Linked DNA regions of Mus musculus: regions 2 and 3 are each linked to region 1. The links are chromatin contacts, called in public HiCAR-type and HiChIP or PLAC-seq maps. All regions are on one chromosome and are shown on one strand. The core of a region is the stretch at or near the end of the contact, and the rest is flanking DNA. Distances in the headings are between cores, read along the strand shown.

Region 1 (4,237 bases), core at 533-3,032:
AGCCATTTTAAATAAAAGAAAATAGAATAGATGGTTAAACATTCCTTGGTTTTTGAAGAGGTAAATATTCTCTTTGGAGAAATGTTCGATGGGGACTTAAAGCATCTTAACTGACTACACATAACCCCTCCCTGGGCTGTGTGTGGTGAGAGAGAAGAATTCTCACAAAAAGAATACAGAACTAGCAAATGCCAGGTTTAGCATCTCTTCTAGACAGGAAGCTGTTATCTGCCCCTTCTAAAATGTGTTTAGACCCTTAACAGCTTAAATTTAGCTCTCAGGCAGCCTCTCCAGTCTCCCTGTGGGGTATGAGTGGTGTTAAATGACTGACAGATGTGAAACAAAGATACCTTCCCACACAGCTTCCTTTGACTCTTTGAGAGAGCTTTAATCTCTACTCATGGTGGGGAGGCAGGGACCCCCAAGAGATAAGCCAGTCAGAGGGCTCTGAAACTCTGAAATTAACATACCTCAGACTTTTGTCCAATGTCTTAAAATAGTGAATTTCCAATTGTCTGTCAGGTGGCTTGCAAGTCTTTGAAGCAATGCTAGCTAGCATCCTGCAATGAGATTGCCTACAGCGCTTACTTAACTCCAGGAAGATAAAGACAGAAAGAGCAGGATGCCTGGTTTCTTGTATCTCCGCATGTTGAAAACCTGAGAGTCTCCTGTTACAGAAGCTAATCTCTCTGCAAATTTACTGAGCTGTCCGGACATCTTTACATTCTACGCCTCATTTAATCTTTACAATGTTGCCATCCAATGCTGTCCAATGTGTATTCATGGCTCCCGTTTGGACAGGGTACTTAAGCAGGGAGAGGTTCAGTAACATGCCCAAGGTCACACAGCTATCTAGTAAGCTTGTCCTAATTCAACTCAAAACCTACCTAGAAAATACAGAGGGAACATTTAAAATATTATACAGGATGTTTTATCATATCTTAGTGTCTGACAGCCTTTGCTATCAGTGTCAGAATCTTATTTAGTAGAGATATTCTCTCATCATCTCTTCACACTAGCTTGTCCCTTTTGTTTTGTTGAAAGGGTTGGTGAAATGTTAGGTCTTAGAGCATAAGATTGAGACGCAAGCAAGATTTCACATCTGTTATTTTAATTTAACCTAACATTTGATAAAGTGCTGTAATCTATGAAAAAGTATAAGCATAGTATGATACTGAAAGATGGTAAGAGGCCACCCTTACTAAATGGGTGAATGGTTACCCTCCACACGGACATCCACGTGTCAGTCTGTGAATGGGAAACCTGCTGAACAAAGAGGTTTTTGGAGATATAATGAAATTAAAAATCTCCAGCCGCAACCATTCTTGTACTATCAGCCCTCAGTGGTGGAAAGTGTCCTTTGAATAAGACCCCCAAAATGTCCTTTGACTAAGACAGCCTTTGTCAACACAGAGAAGGACAGGAAGTGATGCAGTCATCACTCCAGGAAGATTGAGCCACGAGAAGCTGGGAAAGGCAAGGTACAGTTCTCTGAGCAGCTTTGAGAGGGGGCGCAGCTCTGCAGACACCCGCTTATACACTTTCCACCCCCAGAGCTGGGAAAGAGTAGTTTCTGACCTAAGTAAGCAAGTAGTGGTAACTTAATACAGTTGGCCCTACCAAGCTAACACAGAATCATGTGTGTGTCTGAGGTTCACTCCTATTGTCCCTTGTAACTAGTACCAATTGGTGTTTTCTCCACTAAATTGCTCTGACTGGGGAGGCACAGATGACTCTGCATTCACCTTTGCAACTCAGGGTGCTAACCTGTAGCTCAGTGAACACTCATTGAAATGGTAATAGCGATACAGTAGAGGCTGAAGAAAGAGACTGTGAGCCTGGGGTGACCTGAGAATATGAAAGGGTTGTAACAAAGGCAAGAGCTATCTGGAAACATCCCTGTGACTCTTTGGTCTAAAGAGTGGTACAGGGTGCCCTCTGGAATTTCAGGACAACTGGAATGTTCTCAGTCCTGGCCTAATCAACAACAGTCCTGGAAATGAGATTAAATATTATTAATTACACAATATGGGGGAAGGGAGAATGGGAAACGAGGTAAATCTGAGGCCCAGCTATCATTTATTCTTGCTATTTCACTTTTCAAATTACTTTATTATTGAAATATCCTAGGCTACCCAGTGCAGTCTTGCTTCCCACAATTATTTCTATCCATGCATTCATTTATTAAACAAGTATTTGTATAGTATGTGTATTATTATTATTGCTTTTGGAGGAAGGAATACAAAAGAGAATAGTGTCAGTCTCCATGGTCTTCAAGTGAGCTGAGCTGAGGGGTGGTGGGTAGCCCTGAGAAAAGTGACAATTGGCACGTGGAAGTTAACTAATGGGTGGCTTCCTCTGTGGCTGCCATGATCCAAGTTTACTCTCACCTTCCTCAAGCCTCTTGGCTTCATCGATGGCCGTGGCACGGGCTGTGGCACATGGTCGCTTCTGTTCCTTTAATGTAAGACATTGTATACAGAGAGCTTTCTTCACTTTGAATATCTTGGAACTTCTTATCAGGTAACTGACAGAAAGTTACTCTTTTGTGTCTGTTTGTGCTACTGAGGTCGTCTATTCTGGAGACTAGATGGTGACTGAATCAGCCCCCTATAGGAGATTTAAGTTGTTTTCAATACTTTACCATCTGGAAAAATGTTGTAATGTATAACTTTGTACAAACAGCATTTGAAGCCCTTGGATAATTTCCCAGAAGAGGAATTTCTAGGATATATGTGTAAGTTTGACAAGTACTGCCAGATTGTCTTTCATCATGGTTTTGTTTACACCACAGGGACAGTGAACCTGGTTTTCCCACAGGTTACTCATAGCAGCAGAGGTCAGATAAAAGTTGCTGTGGTCGTGGGTCTCTCTGATTCCAAGAAGAATGATGATCTCATGTAATTTTTAATATTCATTTGTCCTTTTCCGAGTAATAGTGAACATGTTCTCATGTGTTTAAGAGTCATGCGTAATTCTTTTCCAATGAACTCATTGTTCATATTTTTATCCAATTTTTTGCTGGAAGTTAGCTTTTTTTTTCTCATCCATTTCTATCGTCTTATGAGAGATTGTTCTTGTTTAATTAGTTGAAGTGTTCTTTCATGTGTTTTGCTTTCTGGCTTTGACTATAGCTTTTCTCCCCCCATTCCCCATGTTTGATATGTATAGCAACATTTACCAAGTTTTTTTTTTATAGTTTCTGATTTTTGAATCATGTTTTAAAAGATTATCCCACTCCATATTTATAAAGATATTATTTTTTCTAGTGTAATTATGATTTTTATATTTTCTGGTTAACTCTTTGATCTATTTATAATATAGTCTGCTCTGTGGCTCAAAAGATGGATCAGTTAGCTTCCAATGATTTTATAGCTTTCACATAAATATATCTGTACCCATAGAACTTCTTTTTAGCTGATACATTAAATCATAAACGTAGTGAAACGTACCATGAATGTATCCATAGACATATTTATTGTGTAATCCATAAATCCAGGTAAACATGTCTGTCTTCTCAACTATTCATCATCCCTTTATGGTGAAATCTATGATGCCTTTATATTTAGTCTTTGACAATTACATACATACAGTCAAAGTATTTTGGTCATTTTTCTGCCCTTCCTCCCCTCTAGCTTTTAGAAATGTATACCATGGATCTCTACAGTCTCCTGCCTATGCGATCCCACACCAGTACTTCTCATTCCTATCTAGAGTAGTGTAATATTGAATGACCAATGTCCCACACCTCTTTCCTGACTTATCTACCCCTGTCATCTGGAAACATGAGCCTATGAGAGGCTATTGGTGAAGCCTAGTTGCAGTGTTTTGGAGATGCCAGTAGTATGAGATGATCACCAAGAACACTAACAGCAGTGGAATACAGGCAGCTGGAGCCTAGAAGAAAAGCTATGTTACAAATGGCAGAGCTGGAGAAGTGAGTGACCTAAGCCCTTGGAGGAGCCCAGAAGATCATGAGTAGATCCCAGACACTGGACAGTCAGAGTTTGATTTTGCTTTTGATTGTTACTGTGCCCTGATATTTTTTCCTCTTGAATTAAGAAAGTATTTTAGTGGAGCCCACAGAGCTATACAGAGCTATACAGAGACCCTGTCTCGAAAAACAACAACAACAACAACAACAAAAAAAAGAAAGTAAGGGTTAAGACTTAATAGTGTTTGTGCGTCAAGTTGACAAGGGATCAATTTTACTGGCTGGTTTTGTATGTCAACTTGA
Region 2 (4,237 bases), core at 944-3,443, 720 kb after region 1:
GGTCTGCTGACTGAAAGGAATTGTGGCGAACACCAGAACAGGAAGAAACTGCTTGACCTTGCATCACCCTCTGCGGACAGCGTAGCAGGGAGCCGCTACCCAAGCAGAGGAACTGTGTGTAGTTCCATTTCCAGTAGAAAAGGAGAGAAAGATGGGTCTGGGCAGTATGTGAATGCATATTTCTTACTTTATCCAGTAAAAGCTGGAGAAAGTTGACCAGGTTGTGCCTCTTCAAAGAGACCCACAGCTGTTAGAAAATTCTACGATTATTTTGAAATTAATGTATATCAGCACTTACTTAGCTTCTTTATCTGTGTAATGACTGTGGTCATAGCAATTATCTTTTGTTGTTGAAAAGCACTTAGAGGAGTAGGGGACACAGACTGAGAACATATGATCAATACATTTTAGTTATTATTTATTACTACACTGCCATCCTGGTTTGATTTTGATCACTGTCATAAAACACTAACCAAAGCCAACTTGTGGGGGGAAAACTTATTTGGCTTACAATTCCACATCACAGTCCATCATTGAGGGAAATTAGAATAGGAATTCAAGCAGGAACCTGGAGGCAGGAGCCCATGCAGAGACCGTGGACTGGTGCTGCACACTGGCTTTTTCTCCATAGCTTACTCTGCCTGCTTTCTTAGACCATTCAGGGCTATCTGCCCAGGATTGACACTGCCCACAGAGGGCTGGGCTCTCCCACGTCAATCATTAATCAAGAAAATGCCCACACAGACTTGTTCACAGGCCAATCTGTTGATGGCAACTTCTCAATTAAGGTTCCCTCTTCCAAAATAATTCCAGCTTCTGTCAAGTTGACCCAAAACCAAACCAAACCAAAACAAACGAAAAAGACAAGAAAAGAAATGAACAACAAACCCTTAACAACCACAAATTGGCTTGCTTACTTGGATAATCAAGAATTCAAGTACTAAAAATATATTTCAGGGCCTCAAACAATATATAGAGATCTAATACAACTTGGGTGCAACTTGAGAAATAGGTGTAGACGTTTACCCACTGTCAAAACAGCCCCTGGAAATAACTGCAGACTTAATTGATTTTTTTCATACACCGCAGCTGACTAGTCCACCCTTCTCCCATCAGTCCCCAGCATTCATAGCTACCGCCGCCTCTGGACCTCAACCACCATGGTTAGAGGTGCTCCGGCCCAGGAGCAACAGGGCTGAAAGGGCCAAGGTAGCAAGTCAGCTTCATCAAGACTGTTAAGGCCTGGAATTCTGAATTTAGCAGCATGAACTTCTACATGGGTTCGGAAGCACGGAAGTTCAAGGATACTTAGCCATCACTGCGGAAGGGGTGGGCGTAGGTGGGGTGGGGTGGGGGGTGGGGGTGGTAGGTTTTTTTCCTTGATAATATCAACAAAAGAAGGCTGTATGTAGCTTCTGGAATTAAATGGGTGCAGTTTCTTGTTCTTTGTTTTTCCTCCAAGCTGGGGACTGAGGTGAAAACCTGGAGGTGGTTAATTTAATGACTAGACGAGGAGGAAAATGAACCTAAAACCTTCCCACTGCTTCTGTAGACTTCAGTGTCAGACGTTTTTATCCATTAGTAGTTTTACAACACGTTATTAACCCATATCAGTTTTGCCATATTTCATAATAGGATGGATTTTTTTCAGCTATACAAATAGTGACCACTATGAAATGTATTTTATTATGAAATAGTTGAACATTTATAATTGACTGATAGCATATTAGGTTTATTTATAACGATGTCATTTGTGCGACCAAAATTAAACAGAGCGACTTTTGATGAATAGGGATTAAGTTTGCGCTCCCAGCACATCTAGTTACTTTGGAATCTGAAGATGGCATTGTAAGACTCTGATGAGCCTTAGCTTACTGGGGACCCCTGATTGAACCACTCAGAGTGGGGGAAGCATGCAAAAAGCAAGAGGAATTTATTGTTCCAATGCGTTTGGGGTCATCCTGCACCGGAAGGAGAGGCAGCCTCAAGCAGCCCAGTCAGGGAGTTTTTTATACAGTTTTCGGAGCAGCAGCCATTAGTCACAATGTGATTGGCAGAACAGTGTAATTTTTAAACTGATTGGTCACTAGGGGAATGAGGTGGCAAGAACTTCCCTTGTCTGTAGGTGGCCTTGTCTGTAGGTCTGTCCTACAGAATGTGTTTACCTCCTTTGGACCTCCCCAGCCTGCAGGTAGAGGTTGATCAGTGTCTCCCGCCCCACCTTGGCTGAGGAATGTTAATTAGCCCCTCCTTTCTGGAGGGGAGGGGTGCCTAAGTGTTCCATGACCTTTTTTCTTCCAGGAGGGGAGGGGTCTGGTGGCATTTTCCAAAGGTCCTGAACTGGCCTCTTCAACACACCATTAGGTGGGTGAATCCTTTGAATTCTCTGCTTCCCTTCGAATTGGGAAACAGTTTTCATTTACTTTCATAAAGTCGAAGGTAATAAAATGGCAGTTGTTTTTGTTGCCCGAGAAATGGAAGGAGCAAGTTCAAGGATAAAAATGAGTAACTGCTGTGGGCTGAGGTTGTTCGAATAAGCAATTCCGTTCTTTTGTGAAAAATTCTCGGTTCTCCATTAATTACATGAACTTCCTGTAGGGCTACAAAGTATCTGCGGCAGTTATTTAAAGAGCAGCACCACCTAGTGGCTAAATAATGCAACTACTTTATCCTAAACAGAAAAGAAAAACAGTTTCAATATCCAGACAGGTAGCTATCCAAACAGTGTCTGTTATTAGAACTATTCCTCACAAGTTTTCTTATTTACTGACTTCACTGTTTTAAAATATGGTTTTTTTTTAAAATAAAAAGGTCTGTAACCATAACAAATGTTAACTCTTCCATGTTCACTTTAAGAGCATTAAAAATTATTGGAAAGGTCACTGTGGTAATTTTAACATTGTGATCTTTAAAAATGAATTTTAAAGAACCTTTAAAATATTTGCTCCTTTAAGGCATTGAAATTCACTTACTAAAATTATTACATGTTTCTTATAGTCTCATTTGTACGGACATATTTTGAAGGCATTTAGTTCAAAAATCTTCAGCCATAAAATACCATCAGAATTCAAAAAGCCATTTGGAGAAGGACATATATTTATTATACTGTTAGTATGATTATTTAGAGTAGTGATTCTCAACTTAATTTTGGTATCACTTAATATAGTATCTCATCTTGTAACATGTTCCCCAGCCATAAAATTATTTTCATTGCTACTTCATAGCTGTAATTTTGCTAGTAGCATGAATGTAAATGTTTGTGTTTTCTGATGGTCTTAGGAGCCCCCTTGAAAAAATTGCGGGTCGCGACCCACAGTTTGAGAATCACTTATTTGGAGCCAGTCTTGCGCATCTACAGAAGCATTTGGTTCAGAATACAGTGTTGCTGCCCTCTTGTGGCTAGAAGAGCACACCGCGCCTGGATATGATCAGTCAAAGAGAAAGTTTTATAATTTAAGAAAGAAAAGAAAAAAAGGAATGCGAGCCGTTTTCACATTTGTTTATCCACCATAGCCAAAGTTCCAAATGCTTAGTTAATTTACTTACAGGGCCAACCAAAGGAAATGAACTTATTTGAACTTCCCATCTGAATTTATTTAACCATACACTCCCCCAACCACACACATACCCCTACTTACATAACTTTCACTAACCACTACAAACCCTGCAGAACATCTTTTGTAAAAGTACGAGTTAACACCTTTTACCTAATACTGCGGTAATTGGTTTTGTTCTCACTCTTAGTATCTTAAAGAATAAACTGCATCTAAGTTAAGCTGAAAATCCTCCCTTTGACTTCCATTTCATCCTGGGATGAGTTCAGTAGCTCTTTCCAAGGTGCAGGACATGCATTTTATGTGCTGAGATGCTCTGGCCCCTGTCGTTGTGGCACTGAATGGAAAACAAGCTTTCGATGCATGTTCCAAATGCAGAAGCCAAGCGCTTCCTACAATGTTGGCTGGGACACTGCTGCTAGGATGAATGGTGCTTTTCAGATTCCTCGCAGCAGAGAGAGCGGGTTTTCCAGGAGGAGTTCCGACTTCCTGTTTACATCTCTCATCTTGGATTAGGAGTTTTATGGAGGACTAAAGGAAAACAAGGCAGAAACAAAGGAGCGATTTAGCCTCTGCTTTAAGATACAGGCATCTTAGGGCAGCGTTTTTGTTTTTTTTTGTTTTTGTTCCCTGTCTGAAGGCTTCCTAAATACTTCTGTTTACAACAGCCCGCTTGGTACTTG
Region 3 (4,237 bases), core at 1,253-3,752, 530 kb after region 1:
CCCCTATTTAATGAAGACACTAAAGCTTGGAAAGGTTAGGCAACATGTTCAGCTTATAAGATAGCTAGCGCTAAAGCTAGACCCAGAACCCTCCAGAATCCTCCATTATTGTTCTTTGTGTTGCCTTCCATAACTGCGATTTTAAAGAGTAGTAAGGGCTTTGGCACGCTGAAAACAGGAAGAGAGCAGGATAAACATTATCTACCACTGTGATGCTGGCAACATCTCAGGAACAGTCGCAGAGACTATGGGAGGCAGGATATTTACCCGTCTAGAGACCAAAGAAGCTTGGGAACTGGGCACAAGCACGAGGTACAGGCTTTGCTAAAGAACCCAGCAGTCCACCTAGCTAACCTGGGCTACAAGAGAATTCATTTCTAGAACAGGAAGTACAACCTTGACAGAAAATCAGAGTCAAGAAAAACAGCAATAGGGAGCTCGTGTGTGTGTGTGTGTGTGTGTGTGTGTGTGTGTGTGTGTGTGTGTGTGTTAGGGGGCAAGGGGTTGTTATATCTTCAAGCAGTGAATCTCCTGACAGGAAAACCTCAAGATTAGACTGGGTAGGAGACAAGATAGGCATGTTGTTTGAGAATGAGTGCTTCAAAACCCACAAAGCTTTTCTGGAAGGACAGTTCCTTACTGTCTGTGAGCAATTAAATAACACTGTGATATCTGTTTTGTCTGTGGAATGGGTTCATGGACATTTACTTTTTGGAACTGCTGTTTATGTCACATCACATAGTGTATATGAGGTTGCTCCTTGTGATGGTTTGTATATCCCTGGACCAGGGAGTGGCACCATCTGAAGGTGTGGCCTTGTTGGAATAGGTGTGACCCGGTTGGAATGGGTATGTCACTGTGGGTGTGGGTATAAGATCCTCACCCTAGTTGCCTGGAAGTCAGTCTTCCACTAGCAGCCTTTGGATGAAGACTTAGAACTCTCAGCTACTCCTGTGCCATGCCTGCCGGATACTGCCATGCTCCCACCTTGATGATAATGGACTGAACCTCTAAACCTGTAAGCCAGCCCCAATTAAATGTTGTTTTTTATAAGACTTGCCTTGGTCATGGTGTCTGTTCACAGCAGTAAAACCCTAACTAAGACACTCCTGAAACACTGACAAAAAGGTTCTGTGCTGATGAGAATCCCTTCATCAGTAAGTAAGATAGGCAGTTTTACTATGGTTTTTGTTGTTGTTTGTGTAAGAGACATGTTGTCTTTTACATGAATGTAGGAAAATTCTAAATTGGTGTGGAAGAACCCATTTCATCAGGGTTCCACATTTCTGATACTTGTTTTATATGCTTAGGATACCATCCATCCAATTTATGTAAGATGTATGGACTCTAGCTCTTACCATCACTTCACACAATCAAACTAATTTACATGGTTGAAGTGGTCACAGTGAGGCTGAGCAGTACTGTTAACCCATAGTGCTATTTTCCAAGCTTGTGTTGGGATGTTAGGATCTGGTGTCATAGAGAAGTGAGGATGTGTCAGGATCTGCAGAATATCTGGTGTGGTTTGTGGTTCAAAAATGACACTATCAGAAGTCTTTTAGCAATAGTAGTATTTAACAGTGACAGTGGGAAAAAAAAGAGTAGAGTTGTAGAGAGATCTGATGATGTGAACTTTGTATCTTGTCCTATAGACAGCCACTAGCAAAAGTCAAAAATTTAACTTTAGTTAAAAGTTTAACTTTAGGTATCCAACTAGTCACTGAACCTGGCGGTTGTCCTTATTGAATGCAGTTTCTTGTGCAGTTAGAAGTAGCCCCTCCCCCAGTATTAAAACTAAAGAAAAATGAATGAAAAAGCTATGTTCCCTAGTCACACAGCACAAAAATGCTCTTGACATGTGAAGCTCAGGGTTGTTTTCTCCCATAATGTAGCTTGGGGAACCATGATTTGTTTTTTTGTTTTGTTTTGTTTTGTTTTTTCCTTTTTGTTTTGTTTTGTTTTTGTTTTAATGTGGCAAAAGCATAAAATGGAATGGGCATGGATCTTTGCACCATTGCCTGAAGGCTAGGAGAACTCATAAAAGCTTGTCTCTTCTCCTCTCCTCTCCTCTCCTCTCCTCTCCTCTCCTCCCCTCTCCTCCCCTCCCCTCCACTCCCCTCCCCTCCCCTCCCCTCCACTCCCCTCCCCTCCCCTCCCCTCCACTCCCCCTTCTCTCATGTTCTTTCTATATCCTGAATTCTTCCCTTCCCTCCTCTCTCCTTTCCCGTAGCTTTCCAGAAGCCATGGAGAACTGGGTACACCAGAAAGGAAGGATGTGTATGAAAAAGGGAAGGGATAGGCTAGAGAATTAAGGCAAGACAAAGATTTCTGATCCAGGGTCAAAGTTTTATTTTCAGCTCTGCCTTTATATGGGTAAACCCCAAAGAGCAATTCTTTGTTTCAGCTGGTTTCTGTTGCAAGGCAAGCTCAGCAGGCGATCAACTCCTCAAGGCTGTGGTAGGGAAATGCAAATAAGGTGAGGCTAAAACCTTTGGAGTTTTGTTTAGCCTATTCAAGGCTGGGAGGAGGGCACACCTTCTCCTCCTACTCCAGTAAAACATTATCAGTAGGTCTTAGTAGTGAGTTTTCCATTCTGCATGAAATAAAGGTCACCTTCCCTAACCCAATCAGGTCTTCAGGACTCTCCATAAGTGGTCCATGCTTGTGTCTGTAATTACTTCCTATGGGTCTCTCTTCTGTCCCTTTTCTAATTTGTTCTCCAGCAGTCTGAAATTCTTCTGCTTTTCTGACATAATTTATCCCTTTTTCCAAGTCTTTTCCTTGTTTTTTGTTTTTTGTTTTTTGTTTTTTTTCTGATGAAAATCTATTTAGGCCTCAGCTATAGCTTTAATAAAACAAGGAGTTATTTTATAAGCAGATTCTAGACTTTTATCTTTTTAAATGTCTTCACTTTAAGTTGCTAGTGCCTATCTATCATCTACCTATAAAACTATCTAATCTCTGGTGCACTTACATTAGAATATATCTATATTATCTTTTTTTTTTACACACTTCTTACTAATAAAGGCCCTTTTTTATTATTTAGTGCTCTAGCACTGAATACATTGCAAGCATTCAGTGAGCATTTATGAAAAAGATACAGAAAATTCTATTGCCTGTTTTTCAAACTCAACTTTCTCAGTATCAGTTTTAATGTTTTCTCCTGCATCATGAGATTTATATATATATGTACATAAAATACATATACATATATATTTTATTGCAAGAGACTAAAAAGAATGGACTAATTTTTATGTTATATGATATATGTGTTTAATAACTGCAGTGGATATTAAATGTGGTATATATATGTATATATATACATATATATAATCTTTTACATATTATATGTTCTCAATGTTGGGTTTTCAAGTTTAAGAATATTTGACATCATAGGATATTTCCAACTGTAGATTTTAACATAGAAATTTCAAGAGTGTACCTGGGATTTGACACTTTTCAAGTTCTCAAGTCAGGGATGGGAGAGATGGGTCAGTTGTCAGTTTATATACCATAAACATGAGGGTCTTTCTTCAAATCCCTAATACTCACACAAGAAGCCTGATGGGGAGGTGAGCTCCTATAACTCTGTTACTGGAGACAGAAACAGGATTCCTGGAACTTACCATCAGCTTCCAAGCAGAACTGGTGTGTGCCACTATCCTTCAAACTGAGGTAGAGAACAATTAAAAAAAAAAAAAAAAACAGCACTCATCATCAGCATCTAGCTTATACTCATGTGTATGTACACATGCATACAACAATGAAGACAGATACATGTACACTTTCACATGTGTGCACAAAGTTAACAAGTCATGAATATGAGATTAATTTCATCCATCCATTTGAGTAGCAAGGAACCAGTAAGACTTTGAGCTCAATCATGTCTGTACCTTGGAGCCATTAGGGAGCACTGAAAGTAGGTATTCATAGATTTTATGTTCAGATATTTTGGGTAATGTATGGCCTAGACATTAGGGTTTTTCAAAACTTTCCATGACGTGAGTACTCCTGGCATTGTAGAGAGACAATAGTTGACAGAAAATGAGCATAATATATAGGGAAGAGAAGTTTGCATGAGAGTCTTTTCTTTAACCTATGTGGAAAGCTACTGGTAAAAATAGTCCAGAACATATTGTCAATTCACCTTTGGATATATCTGTTATGAACATATTGTCATTTCATCTTCAGATATATCTGTTATGAACATATTGTCATTTCACCTTTGGGTATATAT

The links. HiCAR-type assays count read pairs that join an accessible place to other places. HiChIP or PLAC-seq counts read pairs in DNA pulled down with a chosen protein or histone mark.
Region 2: a contact with region 1 is called in an H3K27ac HiChIP or PLAC-seq map of embryonic stem cells, with 6 read pairs. The contact joins two enhancer-like sites. A contact is called at or near these places in 4 of 115 datasets of contacts at active chromatin or transcription factors (all in embryonic stem cells).
Region 3: a HiCAR-type map of embryonic stem cells shows a contact between it and region 1, with 3 times the contacts expected there. The contact joins two enhancer-like sites. A contact is called at or near these places in 1 of 484 Hi-C or Micro-C datasets (embryonic stem cells) and 2 of 115 datasets of contacts at active chromatin or transcription factors (both in embryonic stem cells).

What each region holds. Positions count from the first base shown.
Region 1 is chr15:41,880,281-41,884,517 of GRCm38.p6, reverse strand. No RefSeq gene overlaps it. Among named protein-coding and RNA genes, the nearest start is that of Abra, 13 kb to the right of the region's middle. Within about 2 kb of position 1,782, at least 12 of the 459 cell types and tissues checked have an H3K27ac peak or open chromatin away from gene starts, as enhancers often do. A contact at or near this core is called in embryonic stem cells, where this site is marked.
Region 2 is chr15:41,162,192-41,166,428 of GRCm38.p6, reverse strand. No RefSeq gene overlaps it. Among named protein-coding and RNA genes, the nearest start is that of Gm46502, 9.8 kb to the left of the region's middle. Within about 2 kb of position 2,193, at least 50 of the 459 cell types and tissues checked have an H3K27ac peak or open chromatin away from gene starts, as enhancers often do. A contact at or near this core is called in embryonic stem cells, where this site is marked.
Region 3 is chr15:41,350,511-41,354,747 of GRCm38.p6, reverse strand. No RefSeq gene overlaps it. Among named protein-coding and RNA genes, the nearest start is that of Gm41312, 35 kb to the right of the region's middle. Within about 2 kb of position 2,502, at least 11 of the 459 cell types and tissues checked have an H3K27ac peak or open chromatin away from gene starts, as enhancers often do. A contact at or near this core is called in embryonic stem cells, where this site is marked.